Regions from separate parts of the Mus musculus genome. Here regions 2 and 3 are each linked to region 1. A link is a contact called in public HiCAR-type and promoter capture Hi-C data. All regions are on one chromosome and are shown on one strand. The core of a region is the stretch at or near the end of the contact, and the rest is flanking DNA. Distances in the headings are between cores, read along the strand shown. Region 1 holds the start of Bfar (bifunctional apoptosis regulator). Region 2 overlaps Snx29 (sorting nexin 29). Region 3 holds the start of Txndc11 (thioredoxin domain containing 11).

Region 1 (2,700 bases), core at 98-2,597:
TCACTCTCTAGAAAGTAAATTCTGCTAGCACAAATCAGTTTTACTCTTTACCAACTTGAAAAGAACACTCTCATTTATTCCTTTAGAGGTGGCTGATCTCAAACTCATTCCATAGCTAAGTCTCCATAGTCTTAAACTTTTTTTTCTTTTTCAAGACAGAGCTTCTCTGTACAACAGTGCCCTGGCAGTCTTAAGAGGACTCACTTTGTAGGCCAGGCTGGCTTCGAACTCACAGAGATCCTGCCTCTGCTTCCTGAATTCTGGGGTTAAAGCGCTACCATGCCTGACAGCCTTCAACTTCGAATCCTCTTGCCTACTCCTTGCCTCGTTTGGGGATTACAGGTGTGCCACCGAGCCCAGTTCGTTTATATGCTACTGGGATCGAACTCAGCACAGCTTGGTATGTTAGTCAAGCAGTGTACCAACTGAGCTTCATTCCCAGCCCCATCTCCAACAACGTAGAGATGTTAAAATTTTGAAAGATCAAATCAATGATTGTCCAATTAAAGCAAGCTGTATTTGGGGGGTACACCTAGGCTAACTGACTGTCTCCTCCTAAATCGGGTTTTGAGAGAGCAGCCTCTGCTGGCTTATAGGAGATAAGAGTTTAAAGAGTTGTTTAAAGAGTTGGCTATTGCCGGGTCTGGTGGCGCATGCCTTTAATCCCAGCACTTGGGAGGCAGAGGCAAGTGGATTTCTGAGTTTGAGGCCAGCCTGGTCTACAAAGTGAGTTCCAGGACAGCCAGGGCTATACAGAGAAACCCTGTCTCGAAAACAAACAAACAAACAAACAAACAAACAAAACCCGAGTTGGCTATTAACACGTTTTTATAAAGATACAATGAAAGGGAAGGAACGAGGGCACGTACATGTGAATGGGGTTGCAAACAGTTTATTAAATCAGAACTGAGAAACAGGAACTTTTTCTTTCTTTGGTTAAGTTTCACTATGTAGCTTTGACTGTCTTGGAATTCACTCCGTAGACTAGACTGGCTTCGAACTCACAAAGATCATCCTGCCAAGCATGGTCTCACAACGTCATAGATTGAAAACATAGTACCATTGAGTTCTCAACAGATCTAGATCAAGGTGGGTAGCTGCGGAGTAAATGTGATAACGCCATTTTACCCCAAATTCCGACTCTATAAATAAAACTTTAAGGACTGCTTCTGTGGTTTTCTTCATAAATGTGAAGTTAAGATCTATTACGATGCATTCGGGCACTGTGGGAGACTTTGATGGCTGAATAAAGCTAGCTAAATACGGGAACGCAATCCAGCTGGAACCTCCAGACCTGGGGCGGTGACTTCTGTGCTTGGCTCGGACGAAAAGGAAGGGGCGGGTCGCGTTGGTGCGCATGCGCCCGCATGCCCCTAGAGCAGCCGCTCTAGGCAGCCGGAGGTCGCACGGGGTTGAGAGCATAAAGAGGTCTCTCCTCTATGGTTGCGGGAGCTGATCGTAGTCGGCCCCTAGGCCCAGGTTATTTCCGGAAGCGAAGCCTTGTCCTCTACTTCCGCGGGGTCCTGGCAGGTGGCGGTGACAGAGTGGGTACCAGGACTAGTGGCGAGGTGAGCTTCGGCACGGTGTGGGGTGGTAATGGTCCGGCAGGGCGCTTGGCTTGAGAGTGCGGCGCGGGAGACGGAACTGAACCCGCTCCCGGAGCTGCGCTGGCGGGGACTGAACCCGCTCCCGGAGCTGCGCTGGCGGGGTGGGTCCAGGCTCTGGGGCCTCCTCACCCCGGCCTGGACGCGTCCCAGCAGGGCTGCGGACCGTAGCCCCTTCCCTTACGAGGCGAAGACCCACGCCACTGCAGGTCTCTAGTCCTCCCCCGCGTCGGGGTCTGGGTCAGAGCCACTCGACCCTGGGGTGGTGACAGAGATGGGTCTTGTTTCCACTTACTTGCGGGCTATGGGCGCCCGCCACGTCGGCTAAATCCGAGGCACCTTCCTGTCCCAAGGCAGAGGGTTTCATAATGGGAAGTGAGGATAACGGAACATCAGACTCCAAAGTGACACCGAGGCTGACCTAGAACTTAGCTCTTCTCATTCCCATACACACGACTCAAAAATCGTGTGCTGATGAGAGCGTGTGTGTGTGTGTGTGTTTTAGAAGAGAGACGCTGTGTCTAACTGGGGACCTTTAACTGGGCAAGGGGCAAACCCCTAACTTTGGTTGAGAAGAGAAAGTGGGAGCCATTGGGTCCTCCCCACGGAAGCCCATTGGCCCGCCCTTGGAGTGGCCCCAACGTCACACCAGGAGAGGCCAATGCGAAGGAGTTTTCCTTTCACCTTTAGGTACGGACTGCACGTGCTGATGAAGTTTTATTTACTTTTGTCAGTGCTCTTTTATAAACAGCCTGGATGTGTCCCGACCAAAGTGCACGGTATATGCCAGGGAATATCGTCCATAAACCTGATGGGAAAGCTGTACTCTGTCCAGGCTGTTCACACACACACACACACACACACACCCTTTTCCCCCTTTCTCTCTGGCAGTATAAATGCTAACCACACTGTTAACAGCATTCAGTAAAATGTGACAGTTAGTAATGCTATTATTATCAGTCAGCAAACTTTTTACCTGGTCGAAGTTTGACATCTAATCCCACAATCCTTTAGCGATAATATTAGTATGGCTTGATAAATGGAAAGTAATGAAGCTCGAGGAGAACAAAGGGTGACCAGATTGGGAGCCCAGGTT
Region 2 (2,700 bases), core at 103-2,602, 2.0 Mb before region 1:
GACTATCAGCCTGAGCGGAGCAGGTGGGAGGGCATCTGTTCTCCTAAATCCAGTCTTGTAGTTCCATTGTGCTGTGATAGATACCAAAGTGCTGTCTGCTAGCCACACTTTCAGGACATGGTGACTTCATGGGCTACTTTTAGTTCTGTGACCGTGGGATCTGTTTGTGACTTACATTCCTTTTCTGAGATTCTCCAAGTCCTCAGAAGTTGCTTCTAGTTTGGAAATACTTATCTGAGAATCAGTAAGTTCATGTAGCCAAGGTAAGGTATAAGCTGTGTATCTGATTGGTTTTGTGTAAGAATACGCTCTATAAAAATTCCAAGTGAGACAGAAAGCTTATGTTCAAAGATTACCCTTGTAACAATGCACAGCATAGCTTGATGGTGAAATTATTCCAATCAAGTTTTCTCTCTTCATTTCCATTGGCTCCTCACCCTGCCATTCCCCAGTGAAGACCGAGCTTTGCCTGATACAGACCACTGCTGTGGCTGCAAAAGGGAGCCAGGGTTTGTCCGCTCACAGTGAACATACTGGAGCCCTGTGTGACTTTATGTTGGAAGCATTTATGGAAAATTGTTGCAGCTCTCTGACTCCCACTGCACCCTAGGAAATGGCAGTGACACCTGTCCGGGGCTTGCGTTCATGGGAGCGTATTAGCAAGTCCATCAGCAGGGGTGCAGCAGCTGTGGACTCCGTGCATGTGGACAGTCTACAGGCATTATTGGGAGATTTGTGTGTGCTTCACGTGAGAGTAGCTTAAGCTTTTGTGAAGAATAAGGCAAGTGGGGAAATTACTTTCCATAAGCAGAGAAATGCTGAGAGACTTGCTGACTTCTCACCCCTGCTTTGCTCACTGCATTGTGTGAAGGCATCCTTGGTGCCATTTGCACTTTGTATGTCATATCTGCGGTGAGGTTGGCATGTTGGGGACATTGGATCCACAGAGCAAGCAGATGGAAGCATCAGGTGAGCAGAATGTGTTCTCTCCTCTGTGTACAGACATGTCAAAGAGTAACTAAATACTAAAAAGCACATCGCGGAAGTGTTTCCTTCTGCACATTTGTCTTTGTAATAAAAAAGGGCATCTCCCTTTTCCTCCTTGATGTGAGATTCACGTCCTCACTTCAGTGCACCCAGGCCTTATGTTCCTCCTCTAACAGTATGCGTATTTTATGTATCATGTTAAATACCTGTGACAAATAGCCTGGCATCATTATGTATATCCTAACATGTAGTAAATGCTGTGTGAGTCCACGTTTGGGAGGAGTCTGCTAGGAGGCAGCAGTCTGGCCAAGTGAGGCTGCTTGCCCAGGGGTCTTCCTGAAGCGTTCAGGGACAGCATTTCAGAACACCCTCTCATGGTTCACTGAATTGCATACTTGAGTGGCCTTGCATTGGCTACAAACGACTTTATAGCACTTCTATCTTTGCTTCTTTGGGAACCAGCCAAATATGTTGAATAATTGAGTTTGGAAGCTTCTATGGCTCAAGCTTGACCAGCTGCATGTGGGGTTGGTGTAGTTTTAGAGCACCCAGCCAGGGCTCTAATCTTCCCTCCAGGAACCAATTACACGGCCTGGAACAGGCTCTCGAAGCTCCTGAGTTCAGAGCTGCTTGTGGAAGGTGGGATCAATCCATCTGCCCCTCAAAGCTGTCATAAGAAGCTGACTAAGAACATGGGAAAGATGTTATTGTGCTGCAGACAGAGTCAATGGTGACGAGCGGTGGCGCCGCTGAGGAGTGTGCAGCCACAGTTAGGAAGGAGCTCATTTCTGTTTTCTCACTTGAACCCAGGGACTTCGTGAATGGAGCTGCATTTATTCCCATTGCACCACTAGCTGGGACATCATCATCACCATTGGTTAATTTATTTTTGCACTGCTAAGTATTGAACTCAGGGTCTTGTACATGGCAGGCAGTCACGCTACCACTTATCTATATGCACCCCCAGCCCCAGCAGGAACTTTATCAACAAACATAACTTAGACAACCCTTGGACAAGTGTTGTTAAGGGTTGAAATGGTCTAACCATAAACTGCCAGACTCATTCAACTCAAGGTTGCATGCCACTGCTGGGTGCACAGTGCCATGGTCTCTGGCAGGAGGGAGACTGCCAGGAGCAGGGGCTCAGCATGGGCAGGGCCACTCCTGAGGCTGATGATGTCCTGCTTGCCTTTCCAGGTGGCTGAGATGCATGGGGAGCTGATTGAGTTCAACGAGCGTCTACACAGGGCCCTGGTGGCCAAGGAAGCCCTGGTGTCCCAAATGAGGCAGGAGCTGATTGACCTCCGAGGACCGGTGAGTGCTCCCCACCAGGAAGCAGGTCTGAGCCCTGCCACTTCACTCTGCTCTCCCTGAGGCTCCACCAGGCTTCTGCTACCCGAGTTAGTTCATTTCTGCCGGTGTCAGTGACCGAGGAAGGTACAGGAAGTAGACAAGCACACACCCTTGTTGCACCTGCAGACTGTATCATTAGAGAGTCATGCAGTTGTATGTGCTTGTCATACAGGCGCATTCCATGTTCCTTCCACAGTGCTGTGCTCTCAACTGACTTAGACCTTCCACTGTGTGTCTGTGCTCTGCTGTGTGGACAGATTTCTGCAGCCAGGAAACAGGCTTCGCTTTGTGTTCTTGTACCCATGCGGTCTGCTGGGATGGAGCTTTTCATTGCTCATTTTTGATTGTTTTTGTTAGGTA
Region 3 (2,700 bases), core at 142-2,641, 2.5 Mb before region 1:
CCAGTCTAGTTGCTCAAGATTCAAACTCCAGGCCAGGTGTGGTGACAAACACTTTTAGTTGGCTTTAAACACTTTAGCATAGCACCTAACACATTGCAAACACTAAAAAAACGAGTCTCTTCCCCCTAAAACTCCTAATTTTTGGCCCATCTTGACCTCAGGGATCTCATATTGTGTTCATTACACTCAATCTGTGCCCACATAAATCTCCCTCTGGACAGAAGTGCCAAGAGGATATGTCAAGTGATAACAGATTTTATAAACTGCAATGTCAAATGATATACTGATGATCTGAGGCAAGGAGTATAATTGAAATATAAACTTTGTATCTATCTACACAATTTTCTGAAAAGATGCACATTAGCTTCCATTCTTCCTAAACTCCAGCCTACTCAGGCCTTTTCCAAGTTTCACAAAAAGACCAAGCTTGCTCAGACTCCAGATCTTTGCACTTAACTGTTTTGTAATAGCTCTTACCCCAGCTCTTCCACCTCTGCCCCTTCCTTTCCTTGTGTAAGTGGCTAATGCCATTTTCCTATGAAGGCCCTTTCTGCCCTACCCAACCTCATCCTTCTATTCCCTGCATAGCACTTATTAAGGTCTCTGAAGTGTTTGTTTATTGTATATCATCACTTCAATGAGAACTCCAGGGAACGGGGATTTTTGTCTTCAGCATTAACGGGTGCTCAGTACAAACGTGCACTGTCAGTATATCAAAGGCTTGCCTGGATTCCCAAAAGCGACTAAGACCCCTAAATGGCTTGTGAATCATCACACTGCAAGCATTAAGGAAAATGGAATGAATTAAAACTGAGCATTATAGCCTGAGCAAGAATTGACATGTGCACCCCGAGAGACCCCAACAGGTGAGAAGCAGCTCAGAAACAGGGCCAAACGCCCTCGGTACATAATTGATATAGAGCAGCACCCTGGAAACGCCTCCACGCCGAACTAGGAGAGTGGGGGACCGCGGCCGCCGGGAAGGTCAAGCCTGTGGTCGCAGGCAAGGTCAGGCTCGACTTCCCCGAGGAAGACAAACAACCCTCGACCCCGGAGGCCCCGAGCTGGCCCCGCGCAGCCGGGGTGGCATAGCTCTGGCCGCGGAGCCTGAGTCCCGGCAGCCTCACCTGCAAGTGAACTTGAGGGCGAAGAGCAGGGCGCAGCCGAGAGCCACGGCCCCGCACAGCAGCTCTGGCCGCTGGCGCGCCATAAGCGAGGCGCCGCGCAAGCCGCGGCGGATCCGGCCCTCCAAGGACGCCGCCGCCCCGGCAGGGCTGAGGGAGCCTGAGCCCTTGGGGCCGCCACCCTCGTCCTCGGCGTCCTCGCTGTTGTTCCCGCCGCCGCCGCCGCGGCCTCCGCATTCCGACATTACATGCTCCCCGTGGCCGGCTTTATACCGTCGCTGCCGCCACCTCGGGCCCGGGGACCCGGCCCCGCACGTCACTCCCGGACCTCGCAGCCAGCGGCGCTCACTAACCCGGACTCTCCACGTCAGCCACACTTCAGAGATGCCCCGCCCTCCGACTCGGAGCCTGCGCGAATGCCGGCTTCCCGCGAAGCCACGCCCTTTGGGGGCCACGCCCTCGAGCCCATGGAGTCTGCGCGGGTGCTCGCAGCACTCGCGGCCGCGTCAGCCTTCCACCGGTCCCGCCTCTCTTGTAGCGACTCTGCGCAGGCTTGCAGTCACTCAAGCTAGACCTTGTCCTTCATTCACTGCGCTGACGCTACATCCTCGCGTCCGGAAGCTAGTTGGTGGTGTCTCCTTAGCGAGTCCTTCCGTTGGTCGGCCCTTCCGGGTACTGTTAGGGCTCAGATTGTCGCTAGTGCGTCAACACTGTTGACAGACCCTTCAGGACATGGGTGCAGTTTGTTATCTCTGCTTTTCAGAAAGTGGGGCGGGGAGGCCTCGTGCAGAGGCGAGAAGGACTGGAGGACACAGTAATAAAACGGAGACCGGGCTGCTCTGTAATGGGGTAGTAATAACGCTGCATGCCTTCTGCTTCAGTTTCTGCTTGCAGGATTCTACCTTGACTTCCTTCAATGATGGTAAAGTGTAACCAAAACAAACCCTTCCCTCCCCAAGTAGCTTTTGTTCATGTGTTTATTACAACAGTAGAAACCTTGAGACAAGTACTGATAAGTGGTAATTACATTCAACAAAAGAACCCAGCTCTAAGTAAAAGGATGGATGTATATTGTGTAATCCCATTTCTATGACCCATGCTTGATGGGCAAATCCACAGAAACATAGCAGACGTGATTAAAGTTTGGAAAGTATTGGAGTCAGGACATTGTCTGCCTCACGCCTCCAAGCAATAAGAATGCAAGGCCAGCCTAAGATACAGGGTGAATTATCTTCATTTTTCCTCCCAAAATTAGGTTTATATGAGTTGTGTATAATTTTTTAAACCAGGCTTAGTGGCACACAACTGTGGTCCCAACCACTCGAGAAAACCAGAGGACCACTTGTACCAGGACTGCATAGAGTTTTCAAGGCCAGACTATGAAATTTAGCAAGGCCCTATTTCAAAATAAAGTTTTGGTTGGGGCTGGAGACAAGGCTCAGTAGTAAGAATACTGCTGTTGCAGAAAACCCAAGTTTGGTTCTAAATTACAGGTAGTGAACTACCTCATACTTCAGGTAATCTGATGTCCTCCAAGGTACACACACATATAATTAAAAATAAAATCTTTTTGTAA

The links. Promoter capture Hi-C pulls out the DNA fragments that hold promoters and counts their contacts. HiCAR-type assays count read pairs that join an accessible place to other places.
Region 2: a promoter capture Hi-C map of liver shows a contact between it and region 1, with 3 times the contacts expected there. The contact joins the enhancer-like site here to the promoter of Bfar in region 1. A contact is called at or near these places in 3 of 39 promoter capture datasets (hippocampal neurons, liver and pre-B cells) and 1 of 115 datasets of contacts at active chromatin or transcription factors (large pre-B cells).
Region 3: a contact with region 1 is called in a HiCAR-type map of astrocytes, with 2.9 times the contacts expected there. The contact joins the promoter of Txndc11 here to the promoter of Bfar in region 1. A contact is called at or near these places in 2 of 39 promoter capture datasets (cranial neural crest and hippocampal neurons), 1 of 484 Hi-C or Micro-C datasets (CD4 T cells), 5 of 115 datasets of contacts at active chromatin or transcription factors (astrocytes, epiblast stem cells, large pre-B cells and 2 more) and 1 of 9 other capture datasets (liver).

What each region holds. Positions count from the first base shown.
Region 1 is chr16:13,670,511-13,673,210 of GRCm38.p6, forward strand. It overlaps Bfar (bifunctional apoptosis regulator), which reads left to right and starts at 1,348. Exons shown (of 8, transcript NM_025976.5): 1 at 1,348-1,568.
Region 2 is chr16:11,629,274-11,631,973 of GRCm38.p6, forward strand. Snx29 (sorting nexin 29) reads left to right here. Exons shown (of 21, transcript NM_028964.4): 16 at 2,185-2,301. Among named protein-coding and RNA genes, the nearest start is that of Gm32100, 47 kb to the left of the region's middle. Within about 2 kb of position 1,353, at least 29 of the 459 cell types and tissues checked have an H3K27ac peak or open chromatin away from gene starts, as enhancers often do.
Region 3 is chr16:11,133,141-11,135,840 of GRCm38.p6, forward strand. It overlaps Txndc11 (thioredoxin domain containing 11), which reads right to left and starts at 1,392. Exons shown (of 12, transcript NM_029582.2): 1 at 1,128-1,392. The coding sequence starts at 1,369.